Linked DNA regions of Anas platyrhynchos: region 1 is linked to region 2. Evidence: chromatin contacts called from public Hi-C data. All regions are on one chromosome and are shown on one strand. Each heading gives the region's core, a stretch centred on a gene start, on an enhancer-like site or on the middle of the called end of the contact. The rest is flanking DNA. Distances are from core to core; before and after follow the strand shown. Region 1 overlaps SYNPO2 (synaptopodin 2). Region 2 overlaps USP53 (ubiquitin specific peptidase 53).

Region 1 (7,147 bases), core at 3,090-5,589, 140 kb before region 2:
GAAAGGTGTTGCAGTCTGGTCACAGTGAGACAATCAAGTATAAAGAGCTTGAGTAATACTTGCATAAACCTGGCCTTACAAAAACGGTGCAGTTTTCCTTGATACTATCACTAGCCAGTTTAACAGGATTGTAAAAAGTTCTGAACTTCACCTTCTTGGCAACAGGATATACACAACTCCTGCTGGGGACTATGTATCGACCTCCCTCCTATTTTTTTTTTTTTTTTATAAACATTCATCCTTCCCCATTAAATAGTTCCTACCATTATAATATGTTAAGTATTATAATATTAAATGAATGAATAAATAAAATATTTTCAGACTTTGCCTGGTCAATTAGTTTTCCCAAACTTAGACATACTGTAATAGAAAAATGATTTAACATTTTCTCTGTCTGATTTCTTTAACCTAGTTTTTTTCACCGCTTGTTTTGGACTCTCAGAATAATTATTATGGCAAATACTTTTCTAAAACATATAAACACAAAAGGACTCCAAGATTAGTAATGTGTTTATAAATATTTTGGAAGTTAGTGGCTTTTCAAGCAAATCTTTGTGCTTAACTAAATTCAGGCTTACACACACAAACAAAATACAGATGTTTTCTGTAACTATGCATTTTGTGCTGCTGATCTAACCTTCAGCTATTTAGAGGAGGCCTGATGATCAAAACTTTGTACAATCATGACTTACAGACTGATGGTGTTTGTACACAGCATAATGCCATTGCTCAATTTTATTTGTCTTTTACAACAGTATTTCAGAAGGAAAATACTGCTTTTTCAGAGTTCTAAAGAACAGTTTGAGCTTCCCACCTTCCTCATTGCATCCTTTAAGCACTTTTTTCCTTTTATTTTTCAGAATACATTACCGACATTAGAATATTATGCACTGAAAACAGAAGCATGTTTATTTAGAGACATATACAAGATGAACATTAAAGTTGAAAAATTTTGAAAAATTTCTAATGGTATTCAATCAAATCTTGAAGTTAGTATCAAATAAGTATTTGCAAAATAAACAGAAAGCCAATTTGAATGAATAAATATGCATCCTGTGAAGCTTGTACTCACAATTTTAGATGATCAGTCAATGAGGATGAAAATTTCAGGTCTGAAGTCATCTCTTTTGTTTTCAGCCCTTTCAACTTTCTTTCCAACATACCCATCCAATGTAGGATAAGAAGCTTGACTGATGAAAGTTTATATACTTCACTGTAAACAAACAAAAAGATAGCTCAGTTAAGACTTGCCTTTCTCTAGCTCAGAATTTAACCTTTGAGCTTCTAGGCATTTATTTATTTTGATTAGGCATCTATATGATATTAATGCACCCATATTACATTTACAAATGGTAACACTATGTAATAGATTTATGCTGTTATTAAAGAGTTAGTGTCCATGAAACGGAAATTTGCATTTATTTAGTAGTCACCAGTTCTAGTCTTCCTCTGTACAACAGATAAGAAAACTAATGAGTCTAGAAAACAGTATCTTACAATTACTTCATGAAACCTGTGGTGGGAATGACACTGAAAAAGTTAATTGAGAATATATTAAGACAACCGACTGACCAGATGTACAACATTTTAAAAAATATCTACTCAATATCATAAAATTGCTATGTTTATTAATAAAAAAGAAAGTATAAAGTCCACTGCCATGGGAACACATAGTAGACAGTGGTCTGAATTAACCTCTACAGCCTTAACCAGCTACTTGTTCAGGAGACAGTGTAGAGATTTGTTTATGCCCAGAAGGAGACTGTTCAGGAACTGGGAAGAGGCAGCCTGGGATTCCTGTTTGAGACAGCTGCGAAGTGGATCAAATTAGGAATGTGTCTTTGCTGCAGGGTAAGCCAGCAGTGCTGATGACATTTAGGAAGGAAGAGAGGACTGCCATGGGAATATTTCTTGTGTGCTTTCTCCTTGAGGCAAGAAAAGGTATAGAGGCACTTCCTAGGAAAGAGGAAGGAGAAAATTTCAGCTCAAAGCAGAATTAATTTCTTTGCACAGGTAGGGAAGGATGAGGAGCTGGTTTCTGTTGTGGTACTCTGGGAATGAATGAGACATTGCAAAAGACTTTTTTAGAACCACACAGTAAAATTATCACCAAGTTCATTAGGTTTATCATGATTAATCCCTTACAATTACTCCAGTTACCTGCATTTTTTTTTTTTATAGCTCATGGGTGGCTCCTAGATGTTCTGGTCATAAAAAGTAATAGTGTACTGCTCTGGCACATTTGCACTAAAGTGAGCACTCAAATTATGTGGATACTTTTTTGTTGTTGTTGTGGCCGGTAACTCGGCCACTTAGGGGCAGTGTTGCTCTGTTGAAACGTGCAGAGACCTGTTAAAATTTACCTCCTCTCCAGTTTACTGATCTCTTTCTAATTTATTTCCTTTAAGTGCAGTCCCTATATTCACAACATAACAAATGCCTGCAATGCCAATAGTGTCATCCAATTGTTCTGTTCCTGCCCAATATTCAAAACCAAGATAGACAGTATGTAAGACAGATTTCACCAATAAATCTAAGAAGGTACCTGTGTGCACAATAGTTTGTCCAGAGCAGCGGTTCCCCAATATACTCAAACTGCTTCTGGTACTTTTAACAATATGCCAGGACTAGCATGTCAACATATTCAAAATAATTTTAAAGATACATTTCAATATTGATAGCGGTACTTCTGAAGAGCAAGTGTCAAAACAGAGCGTGTTGTTTCTCCTGCTGTTCCTGGTTCAATACATTGGATGGATAAGAAATTTCCCTAGTGCAGACTATTTGGAAATTGATGCCTATGCTTCTGTCTTGCCACCAACTAATCTGCCTTGTGTCATGCAGAAGGCAACACAAGACTGCTTACTGTCTTTTCTTATGTTACTGAAATGCAGACAGCAATTCCATTTTTTTTTCACCCCTAGTTCAAATAGACTGGCTCTACATAATTTTATTCACCTGAAGTCAACAGGTTATATCACAGCTAGCTAGACAATATAAAAACAGAAATATAAAACCAAGGCAAGTTAAGACCAGAATCAGTTCAGTTCTGACTCCATTTAGAATTCATTTTAGGAGCCATGTCATACTGCAGCAGAAATGGACGAGCGTCCTTAATTTAGCACTACTACCTCATCTACTCCTCACTCAAGCAAAACCATATTGGCCCTAACTGCTGTGCTAATATTTCCAACAGCTGCTAAAACCAGTGTTACCTGGGCTGCCTCCGAAAGCTTGGCCAGACCTGAGAGTCTCCCTTGCTTCACTGACATATTATTCCCTGGAAGCCAAATGGTCCTCTTAAAACAGTGGCAGAAATGACATTGAGAAAGTTAATTGAGAACAGTTTTACCCAATTCTGTTCAGTCCTTTTTCCTATCTATTCATACAAAATTAGATACTAAGGGTAACACAGAGTTACATGTTTGCTGAATGATTCTACATCAGGAAAAAAATAGGCTTCAGAATAAGGCTCCCTAGCAAACCATGCTGAAAGCCAGGATTTTAGACACTGCTTCTTTCTTCTGCTGTTGACTGTGACAGCTAGTTTTAGGCCACCAGACTAGTCTGCTTTTTTTTTTTTCCTTTTTCTTTTTTTTTTTTTTCTCCTGCAGTGTTCAATCAGCTCGAGTGCACTTTGTGCTCCGGATAACAACAACAACAAAAACATAGCTGGAAGTACCGAATCTGTAATATCAAATTTTACCTAGTTTCTCATGCGGGACACGATGATAACTTGCAGGGTTTTCCCAGTGCTGTCACCTGTTTGCACATTAAGTTGTCTTTTGGCACCAGACCGTGCTTGGAACCATTCCTTCTCTCTTGCATCATCAGTTGTAATAAGGAGCCTTCTTAACCATTTTTAATGGCTAAAACAATATTTTCAAGAACTTGTGATAAATTAGAATAATATTAAAAACAAATACTGGGTCTTCAGTTCTGATTTCTCTTCCCTCTCCCCACAAAAGACATCCAAGTCAGAGTATCTTTTTTTTGTTTGTTTGTTTGTTTTGTTTTCCAGTTTTACACAGAAGAATCAGGTCCTTTTTCTTCCTCACTAACAAGTTTTCTCCTATATTATATAAAAAAGTAATGATCTCCTCAGCACAGCCTTATATAGCTCTTGAGTAGAATCTCTCTCTAAAAATAGAAATCTCTTTGACATTGAAGTGCCAGGCAACATGGAAACTGTTGCATTTCAAACTGAAGTTTTGGAAAGTGCGCTCTGCAGTTCTTCTGCAAGTGTCCCACAAATGTGCAAAATGCATGACCTGTCATGAACTGAGTAAATGAGATTTTGTTTGTAGTCAGTGCTGTTGCAGCAATAGCTTCTTAGAAACAAGCAATAAAAAAAGAATGCAGCACTGGCAAAAGGTGCTGGATTTACAGCTCTGCAAAGTAACACCCTTTCTTTCCCCCTCCCCCTGCCTTCGTACACAACTGCCAGCCTTTCCCAGACTGCCTGACTGGGCAAGATTACCCTCAGTTAAGCCCAACACTTGCACTGAGGACAGAAGGGCAGACGAAAACAAGCAAACAGAAATCTCACATGTCAGTGTAGCAGTTTTTCCAGTTCTCAGGCAGACATTCCTCTTGGGAATACACAGAAAAGAAAATGCAAAGGGAACACAAATCCTCTTGGTCCAGCTTTTGAAGATGCCGACAACTTTCTCTTAACTAAAGTCAGGTCAGAGAAAGAAAAAGCCATCAACTCTGTCAGCATGCCTGAACTGGAGACTGTAAGGATAGGCCTGATTCTGCAGCACTCTAAGTGCAGGAGCACTAAACAGAGCTCAGCACCTCTGTCAAACTTGCTCAGGCATGACTGTGCTAGGATCTTTCAGTCTTTAGTTCCACTGCAAGTCTCATGCTCTACTTACAAGACACCTCATTTTTTGCTCAGGTTGGCCCCACACTGGAATTCTGGTAGATAGCCTTACACTGTATTTTATTCGAGAGCTGAAAGGCAGCTGATGAATACTGATCTCCATGTCAATTTTATGAAACATGCACAAGCTGACAAATGGGGTCAAGGAGTGCCTATGCAAGAAAGTATCAAGGGTGTGCCTAAGTAAATCTTTGCAATAGACATACTTACTCCTACTTTCTTATAATTGTTTGGGGTTAAAGCCATATTAGAATAAGCCACTGAAAAAGAAGGATGAATTTTATTTGAGGGGTTGCATCAATTCAACTATGACTGTTTTAAAGCTTAATCAAATTAAAGTAAGAGAAACTTTTTTTAAAAAAAAGAAACTCAGATAAGGAAATCTCTATGCCAGATTATGGACTTTAATTGTTTAATTGAAAGCGCAGGGCTAAATAACTAGTGGCAAAGTCCACAGAGGGAATAATCCCATCTTCTGGAAACAACACTTGAGAATCTCCACCCACTATTTTCCCCCTCATTATGGTCTCGAGCACAAGCACAGGCTTCATCTGTTGTAAAAACAAACCCAGAAGAAGACCACTGACCTCCTCTGGTAGGTATGCATCAGCATGGTGTACAGCAACCCCCTGAGCCACCACTAATGCTTTCCTGGCCAGCTTTATTTGAGCCATCAAGGAGAGGTGAGGCTGTTGAACATCTGAATTCCTCAACAAGTCACCAAAAAGGGGTTGTCCACGACAGCAGGCAGAAGACACTGGGAAGCATCTATGTGAAAGTATTTTTTGTGAATGTACTGACATTCACAAAACATTAACCTGGTTTTGCAAAGCTTCCCTTCCTAAATAATACCATGGCTAGGCCTGTTGCTGCTCTCAGTTTTGAAAGGTTGTTTCAAAACATCACCCATTAAGTGTGAGGGACACTAAGTTACTTATAAGACTGGTAACTAAGTTTGCATGATTTTGTTTCTTTGTTTGTTTTGTTTTAATTAGTGAGTTCTGGGAAATGCATCTGAGACTACTCCAAGGCAAATACCACTTCATTTCCATGAACTGTCTAAAATACGAAGAACCAAAGAAACAGAAAAATGTCAATGAAATTTGAGTAAACCGGTGAAATAAGAAATTGTGAAATTTGTTCAGTAATAAACTTTTCAGGAAGTAGAGAAGCTCAAGTCTAGTCAAGGTATTTTGAAAAGTGAAAGAAATATTAATAGTTCAAGAGAGTAAAATGGTGGAGTTTAATGTGAAATTCTGGTAAATAAAGCTAACAGCTTGCACTGAGGACCATTTTCTTCAGTCTGACTCTATGTTTTATTTAGCTGAACAGTGCAGCTAAAGATGACCTCAAGTAATGGCAGCTGGAACTCAATCCCTGTATTGAGCTCTCAGCTGACTTTGAGCCACTGTTTGATTCACACTTCTGTAACTTGGAGCTTTGTGCTTTACTTTTAAAGAGTAGGCACTGGCCTCTTTATTTGTGCATAATACAATAACTGTTTAAAGTATATTATCTGGATGCTGCATTTCCCAGCTGCTCCTGCTATTAGGTTTCTTTGAACATTCTGATTCATTTGTACTTAGGAAGTCCCCAAAGCCACCATACCGTGCAATTTGAGATCAGGCCCAAGTGTACCAAACATCGTACAAACAGAAAGCTCTCTTAATAAACACTACTTGCTCCACTGGAAGTGAGGCAAAGCTTCTGGTTACCTCTTCACAATCCTTCTGGTGCTGACTGAATTGCTGCCTAGGCAGTGAGGCAAGTAGCAAGAAATACATCATTGGGCACACATTTCAATATAACCTTGACATCATTGACAGTGATAGCTACAGCCCTCACTGAAACAGAAACCTGCAAGACGGCATTTGTTTCTTCTTGCTGCCTTTGCTATTCCTTTTGGGTGGATGATCATATGCCATGCTTGTATATTTGCAAACTCATGACATAATGGTAAGGGATTGTCATAAACAATACCATTTCTGGGAATGTACTGAGCAGAGTGAATAATGATTTCATTTTAACTGTCAACTGGACTAGTTTTGCTCCAAGGATTAAACGTGTTGTCTCTTATCCAGATTAGTAATGAGAATCCTCCCTCCCTCCTTCATCTTTCTGCCTGTCGTCCCCCCCACCCCCCAAGAGAATTTGGGCAGATGACCAAAGGAGAGAAAATGAGATGGTGTAGCCATATAGGACAGTGTAATTGATACAGGATATGAAGCTAGGAATGAGTGGGTTTGACAAAATGCATGC
Region 2 (6,918 bases), core at 1,673-4,172:
TTTTTTTTTTTCATCTTGACAAAAGCAAAAGCCCTCAAACCCAATTTTGCATGGAATGCAAAGATCTAATTTTGTATGATATTTTTTCTACTGTAGTTCTGTAGTATAACTATTTTTATCATTACTAATGGAAAAAAGTATATAAACACTGGGGTAGCAAAGAAGGAAAAAAAGCCACTACTGAAAATATAAAAAACCCACTGTCAGAATGAGAAATAGTTGGGTTCAAACAGTGTTCCAATTTATTGCTAAATATTCCCTAGAGATTACTGTGTACTGTACTTGATTATATTTAAAATTTTGATCATGTTACAAATACTTCTTCAAAACTGTTACCTATTCCAAGTGATCCTCACAGTTATCATAAAACATAATTGTCATAAAGCATTGGTGTAAAATTCCCATCTTTCCATTAATTCTGTTTCACTAACTGGTTTCGTAACAAAACCATATTAATTCTAAATTAAACGTGAAATTTTCATGTGTGCATGTTTTGGAAAACCACTTTTACTGTAAAAGATAAATGGGCTGAAAAGAACTCTGAATAATTTGATTACGTACATGGCCAAGGTTAAAGATTTAGACATAGGTTTTTTGCTTGTGTAAAAAGTGTCAGAACACCTTTAGGAAAAAGAGTAGTAGTCATTTACAGGTACCAGTTGTACTGCCTTATGTTATGGTTCTGAATACATAGAACTGGTAGGTAAATACCATATAGATTCCTAGAAAATGGTACTTCAACAAGGAAATATCTAGTCCTTTCTGAGAGAGGAACAAAACATAAGAAATGTTTGTTAGCTGCTCCTGGCAACTTGAAAAAATAACTTACTGTCTCTTCTTGAGAAAATAACCTTGAACTTTTAATTATGCCCACTGTTTGCATAACTGTGCTTTGCCAGTTCCCGATTTTAACAGGAGCTGAATGAGGCTACTGTTCAGTGGTTCAGGAATTGTGTCCTTGACTTACAAAAATAAACTTATTGTTAGAACATTTTAAAGATAGTAACGTATCACACAGTGGTTATGTAGATCAAATGGCTGCTTCTTTCACTACTAGTAAGCAGTAGATAACTTGCACTAAAGCAAATGTCCCACATGGCCAGCAATTAAACCTAGAAACTGTGTTTTCTAGATTTTATTTTTTTCAAAGTTCAGAGTACTTTTTGAACTATCCCTTCAGTCAAATAAAACGGTAATTCAAATGGAGTGAACGCTGATTGGAAAAAAAAGATGTGCTCAGCATCAATGCCTTAAGTTAATAATTCGTTCCATTTGAAAACAATTGCATCGCATTTGCAGAGTGGTGTTTTTAATATTGTAAATCCAGAGCTTTTTCTTTTAATAGTTGTTGAGCTCACTAGTATGAGACAATTTCAACCAAAATCTTGAATCATTCGGAAGCTCTTGTGAATATGGAAACAACCCCCAGACTGCCTTTAATTCTTTGTGACTTCAGAAAACCATACTTCTGAAAAAAAAACACACGTATCATCCTAGGAAAAACATACAGTAATATTTAAAATGTGCTTCTAAAGGAAAATCCAGTTGTTAACCTTTCTGCTGCTGTCTCTGTCTATTTTGTTTGAAGAACTGAGTAATGAATTGAAGCATCCAGCTACTTACTTTCCTTAATGCAAACCAGAAATAAACAAATGTCTTTCTGTAGTGTCTATAAATGACAGATGAAAGACAAACAAAAACCCTCAGAACGAAATTCTAAACTTTGAAGGTTTCCAAATGCAGTCAGATAAGCCTCAAAGGTTGAAATTTTAAGTGCTCTCATTTCTGTTGTTCACTTTATGAATATAAGAAGTTTGAAATTTAAAATCAACAAAGCAAAGGTTAAGGTTCAGATTTTTAAAATAAAGACCCAATAAACTTGATAGGAAGGGCAGATCGTAATGAAGGGAGGATAACAGTTGATAGTCTGGTGAGTTGTTTCACTTCAGAACTTACTTGAGCTCTCACATGTGCAAGTATTTTAAAAAAAAAAAAAAAAAAAAAGTAAAGCTGTATTTTCATTTTGCCTGGATGTTAAGAGCCAAGGAAAAAAAAATCTGCTAAAAAGTATATAATAAAAGTTTTACAACTGCATGTTGTTCTAAAAAGAGAGTTTATTCAATAAAATGATTTTTTTAAAAGATTTTTTTTTTAAATACAGTATTTTTAAACAAATTATAATGTGTTTACCTTCTTTTCTGGAACAGTTTTTGTTCCACATTTCCAAAGCTTCCAGTAAGTTCATCTGTGATTTCAGTTGAACACAGAAAAATGTCCATGTGCAGGGAGAAGAATTTACCACAGGACATTCTTACTGGCAACTTAAAAATAAAATAAAATAAAACAACAAAAAACGCTCATCAGGAAATCAAAACTACAGGAAACATGCAGCTAAAACATTAGTAAGAATTTGATATATTTTTTTTATGTACAGAAATTGGGCATTGCAGAATTGTACAAATGTTCTGTATATGTAAATTAAGTCATTATAGGAAAAAAACTTTTGCTTTACTTGTTGGCTATAGAATGGGTATTAATCTTTTTACAAATCTAGATCGGCTATTCAGCTGTGAAAATAGCTGTTGATAAATCTTTTAAGATTGGCTTGTATTTGAGAAACCAGAGCTACCTTTACTTATTGGTAAGCTGCTTGTGACCTGTTGATAAGGTTGTCAGTCTGCAGCTGAGCACAGTGCTCATGTGTCCCATATTTGGGTTTGCAAAGAATCTGGAGCCAAAATTCCCTATAGAGCCTGCGCCTGGTTTTAACCTTGCATGGATCTCATGTCAGCAGAAGAGAAAATAACACGTCTATTTTTAAGTTAGCTGGAATTCTGAAGACAAATCACCTGGTATTGCTGAGCAGCTTTGGTTGAGTGTGCCATAAGCATGCTAAAGAAACAGTTTACTACCCTTTGCTGCCGCCTCCTGACAGATTTATGATACTGCCTCTTGGAAGGACTTAATGTGCTAAATTCCTTCAGAGTTTGTCTTGGAATGCACTTCACATCAGTCGGGTTTTGGAATTAAAGAGCAGTTGTACATGTATGGTCAACTTGTATGTGATTTTTAAGTAGGAATGCTCTTGTATAAAAACCTGTATATTCAAAGACTTAAAAACATTAGCTACAGACATGGTTAATCTAGAAAATTATTTGACTAATTTATTCCTAGACTGTATGCTGAAGGTGGGTCTGTGATTAAATACCAAACTGAAAATATTCACAGGAATTAATGCGACAGGGTCTGTATTTTTCTCAGTAAAGTGATTTACAGTTCATTAAAATCTGTAGCAGAATGAAATGTTTTCTATTTGATTACCTCAGTGTTAGTTATCTCTGATGCCATGGCCTGCTGGAGAAGTTTTGAACTTCCTTTCAGGTTAGTCACTTGACCCTTGCCAGTGTCACAAGGGCACATTCAGTAACCATGTTTTCACATAAGTGTTCTTTCTAGGGTTGTGGTACTGTTTACCATGCTGGAATAGCAAGAATTTTTTTTAGTTTCAAGGCTCGAAGGAAAGCTGTATTGAAGGCTTTGTCTCTTCAGGTATATGCCTTTTTAGCCTCTACAACCTGTGTCTTTGTCAAAGATTTAACTTCTTTAATCTTTTATCTGTTAAAAGATAGGGCAGATACTGACCCTTGAAGTAAATCTCCAGCATTGCCCCAAAGTTTTTAGTTTAGTTCTCCTCTGTTGGGTTTTTGACTCAAGTCAAAAATGAGTTCATGAGTCAAAAGAATGCTTCCAAGACTTAAAAACTGGGAAAAATAAAACATGCAAATAATAATATATATTAAAAAACCCACAACTTATTAAGATTACATCAGTTAAGAATAGATACAAATTTTTATAGCTTTTGCTGATTAAAAAGAGGACAGCCTATGTTAGCTAATTTCCAACAGGGTAAATTAGTACTGCCTGCTGAATCAGATCATTCCACTGGAATTCAGGCAGTGTAGGCTGCCTTTTGTGAAGTACATTGCCATTTTTTATGAAATAAGCAAAGTAGTTGTATGGATATAGTCCATACATTTACAAAATACAACTCTGATTGACTGCAGAGCAGGTGACTGGTTATAATGGACCAATTATTGCATTAGGAAGACTTACAGTAACTATCTTCCAACAGAAGGACCATTGCTTGTCAGTTGCCAAGAGTGTGTTTTCTTCTGTGTGGTGTCAACATGGATTCTTCAATGCTTCTTTTATTCACTGTTAACTAGGAGCTGCTTTGTTCAGAAGTTGTGTATTTTTAGAGAAAAATTCTTTGCTTTTGTCTGTGAATAGAAGGAGCTTCTAGAGTGTGTGTAGTACTGCTGGCCCGAGCACTCTTATGTTTGTGCTTAGGGCATGTGAGTGAGAATGCTCTCTGTCTGCTTCATATCTCTGCAAACTGTACAGTTATTGTAGGAGAAGTAACAGTTCTAGCATTTTTTAAATGTTTCAAGGATGCATAATGCATTTCTCAAAGAAACAAAACACAAACAAAACCCCACTCTTACAGTATACATTCTAATTTGTTAATAAGTCATGTGAAAATTCAAAAGTAGTAATATATTATTACAAAATTTATTTTGGATATCTGAATAAAGGTGCTTTCATTAAAAACTATTTTTGAAAATGTATTTGTAATTAGATGAAATGTATCTTGAAAATATCTCTATAGGACGTAAACTGTGGACAAAATTGTGATAATTACCTCTTTTCCAGCAACATTTAAAAAAGAGAAAGAACGTTTCCTCCAGATTACTGTGGATGAATATAAGATCTGATCTGTGAAGAATTTTTTCCAAAAATGTTATTTTGACTTCTGTCAGATCTTGACAAGAATTAAGTTTCTTGTTTTGTTGTGTTTTGTTTGTGTATAACCTCTAAGAAATCACAAAAGAGTTGGACTGTATTGTGCTTTAAAATATTTTTTCCACCCCCAGACTTGAGGAAGGACCCCATCAGTTCAGAAGTTAACTACAAACCTCACGTTAATTTCCCAACAGAATTACATTTGCAGGTGCCCAGTCCTCCAGTGAAGAGGTAACTAATACTAATATTAATTTACTATATAGTATTATTTAAGAAAAAAAAATCTGTAATGCGATAGTAATCAATATTAAGTATTGTTAAAGTATAGTTAAAAAAGATAAGGTATTAAATCTTTTTTGACAGATAATGCCTCTTGCATTTTACATAATTTATAGGGATAAAAGTTTTGTTCTTGGAAAAAAATAAATTAATTTTGTTATTTAGTGGATGGAAGCAAATAATTTATGTAGGCATCTTACTGGAGCAATGGGTTTTAATATTTTTGTTTTGAATTTGTATTATATAAACAAGTATTGGTTAACCAATTTTGTGGTTAATGCAATAACCCAATAAAGTTTTCAGAAGTTTGGCAGGAAGGGGGTATTGTCTGTTTAGAAGCTGCTGCAGTATACCTGTTGTTTCTGATTTGAACTGTAAGTGCTCAGAACCTCTTGAAAATCAAGAATTAAAATGCAAGTTTAGTTCCCCAAAGTAATACCTAGCATTTGAAAAATGGAATTATCAGCTCAAATCGTAAGGATGCTTAGAAGAAAACCAAATTCATATTTGATACAGTCCCGAATCTTGAAATAATTTCTTTATTATGACTATTTAATATCCCACAAAGTTTTCTGGGGACAGTGTACCTTTCAAATGAAAGAAGCTCAGAGTGATTTAATGCAGCTTTTAATTAAATGGCTTATGTCAGGTCAAGAAGGCAGTGTTACCAGAGCTGTCACTGTAAAAGTTGCTTGCGTCATTTGTCATTGTTATTCCAGCTTTAATGGATACTTATGTCCTCTGTGTTTTTGTATTTTAGAGCTGAAATGCCTGAGAGTAATAGGAAACTTCTCCCATCATCAACTCTACAGCCAGTTCTTAAAGAGGTGGTGAAGTCAGAAAGTAGGAACAAGGCAAACGAACCAACTTCTTCAGAGTGGCTTAATCCAGACAGGTTTGAGAAGATGAATGTATCAGTATATTGTGCTGATGGCGTACCCCACCCTTATACAGAAAACATCTGTGGAAGGAAGCCAATCAACAATGATTTTCACTCCTCCTCCCATCCACAGCCTCTTCATGCAAGGACGTTTGTTCCCAAGATGGGGTTTTTGGCTTCTGTGCCGCAGAACCCACTGGAAAGGCCCGTTGTGCTGCCCCCTCCCTGCGAGCGTGCCGGGCACCCAGTCCGCAGGGCAGATGCTCTTTGGGTGCCAGAAGCGGTTTACCAAAATCTTCCTCCCCCTTTACCTCCAAAGAAATATGCTCTGAATGTTTTGCCAGGATCAGAAAGTAATTCAGCAGCTGATGTAAAAGCGACAGAAGCATTGCAAAGTAACCCATTAAGGCAGGCAGGTACACCTTTGAAGTCTGCATCAGAAGCAAATGTATTTACAAACGAACAAAGGCTCAAAGAGCCATTTCAAGGGAATGAGTTGTTTGTTCATAAACCGGATTCTCCACCTAGCTTATCAGTTAATGACTTTTGGACAGTGTCTGAGAACTTCTTAAAGAAAGGATCTCGTCATATGGGACCAAGTGCTGGCTATGTGGATGGCAATGACAGTGTATCCCTAACAACTTATTTTTCAGTAGACAGTTGTATGACTGACACATACAGGATGAAGTATCATCAGAGACCCAAGCTGTATTTTACCGATAGTGGAAGCTTTCACAAAGAAAAGCATCCACCACCAGCTGGAGTAGAACTGAATGCTCCCTACCATGCTACTCATGAGCCCAGGCATCCCACATCCGAGCAAAGGTACAAGGCAAATGTGGAAGGTATACATTGCAGTAGATAGCTATAAAAATAAAAATCTGGATCTGACTGTTGCATTTCACATAGTCTGTAGATGGGCACAAGCCTTGAATCTCTGTAAGTCGGTACCCAGT

What was found. A called contact is a pair of places that touch in the nucleus more often than the background predicts.
Region 1: a Hi-C map of subcutaneous adipose tissue shows a contact between it and region 2, with 2.0 times the contacts expected there. The contact joins two enhancer-like sites. A contact is called at or near these places in 2 of 8 Hi-C or Micro-C datasets (skeletal muscle and subcutaneous adipose tissue).

What each region holds. Positions count from the first base shown.
Region 1 is chr4:47,658,338-47,665,484 of IASCAAS_PekinDuck_T2T, reverse strand. All of the region lies in intron 1 of SYNPO2 (synaptopodin 2), which reads left to right. It overlaps LOC101792755 (protein transport protein Sec24D), which reads right to left. Exons shown (of 20, transcript XM_072037507.1): 6 at 1,073-1,213. Among named protein-coding and RNA genes, the nearest start is that of SYNPO2, 45 kb to the left of the region's middle. Within about 2 kb of position 4,339, at least 1 of the 8 cell types and tissues checked has an H3K27ac peak or open chromatin away from gene starts, as enhancers often do. A contact at or near this core is called in subcutaneous adipose tissue, where this site is marked.
Region 2 is chr4:47,515,350-47,522,267 of IASCAAS_PekinDuck_T2T, reverse strand. USP53 (ubiquitin specific peptidase 53) reads left to right here. Exons shown (of 16, transcript XM_038178857.2): 15 at 4,935-5,034; 16 at 5,843-6,918. The coding sequence ends at 6,827. Among named protein-coding and RNA genes, the nearest start is that of FABP2, 14 kb to the right of the region's middle. Within about 2 kb of position 2,922, at least 2 of the 8 cell types and tissues checked have an H3K27ac peak or open chromatin away from gene starts, as enhancers often do. A contact at or near this core is called in subcutaneous adipose tissue, where this site is marked.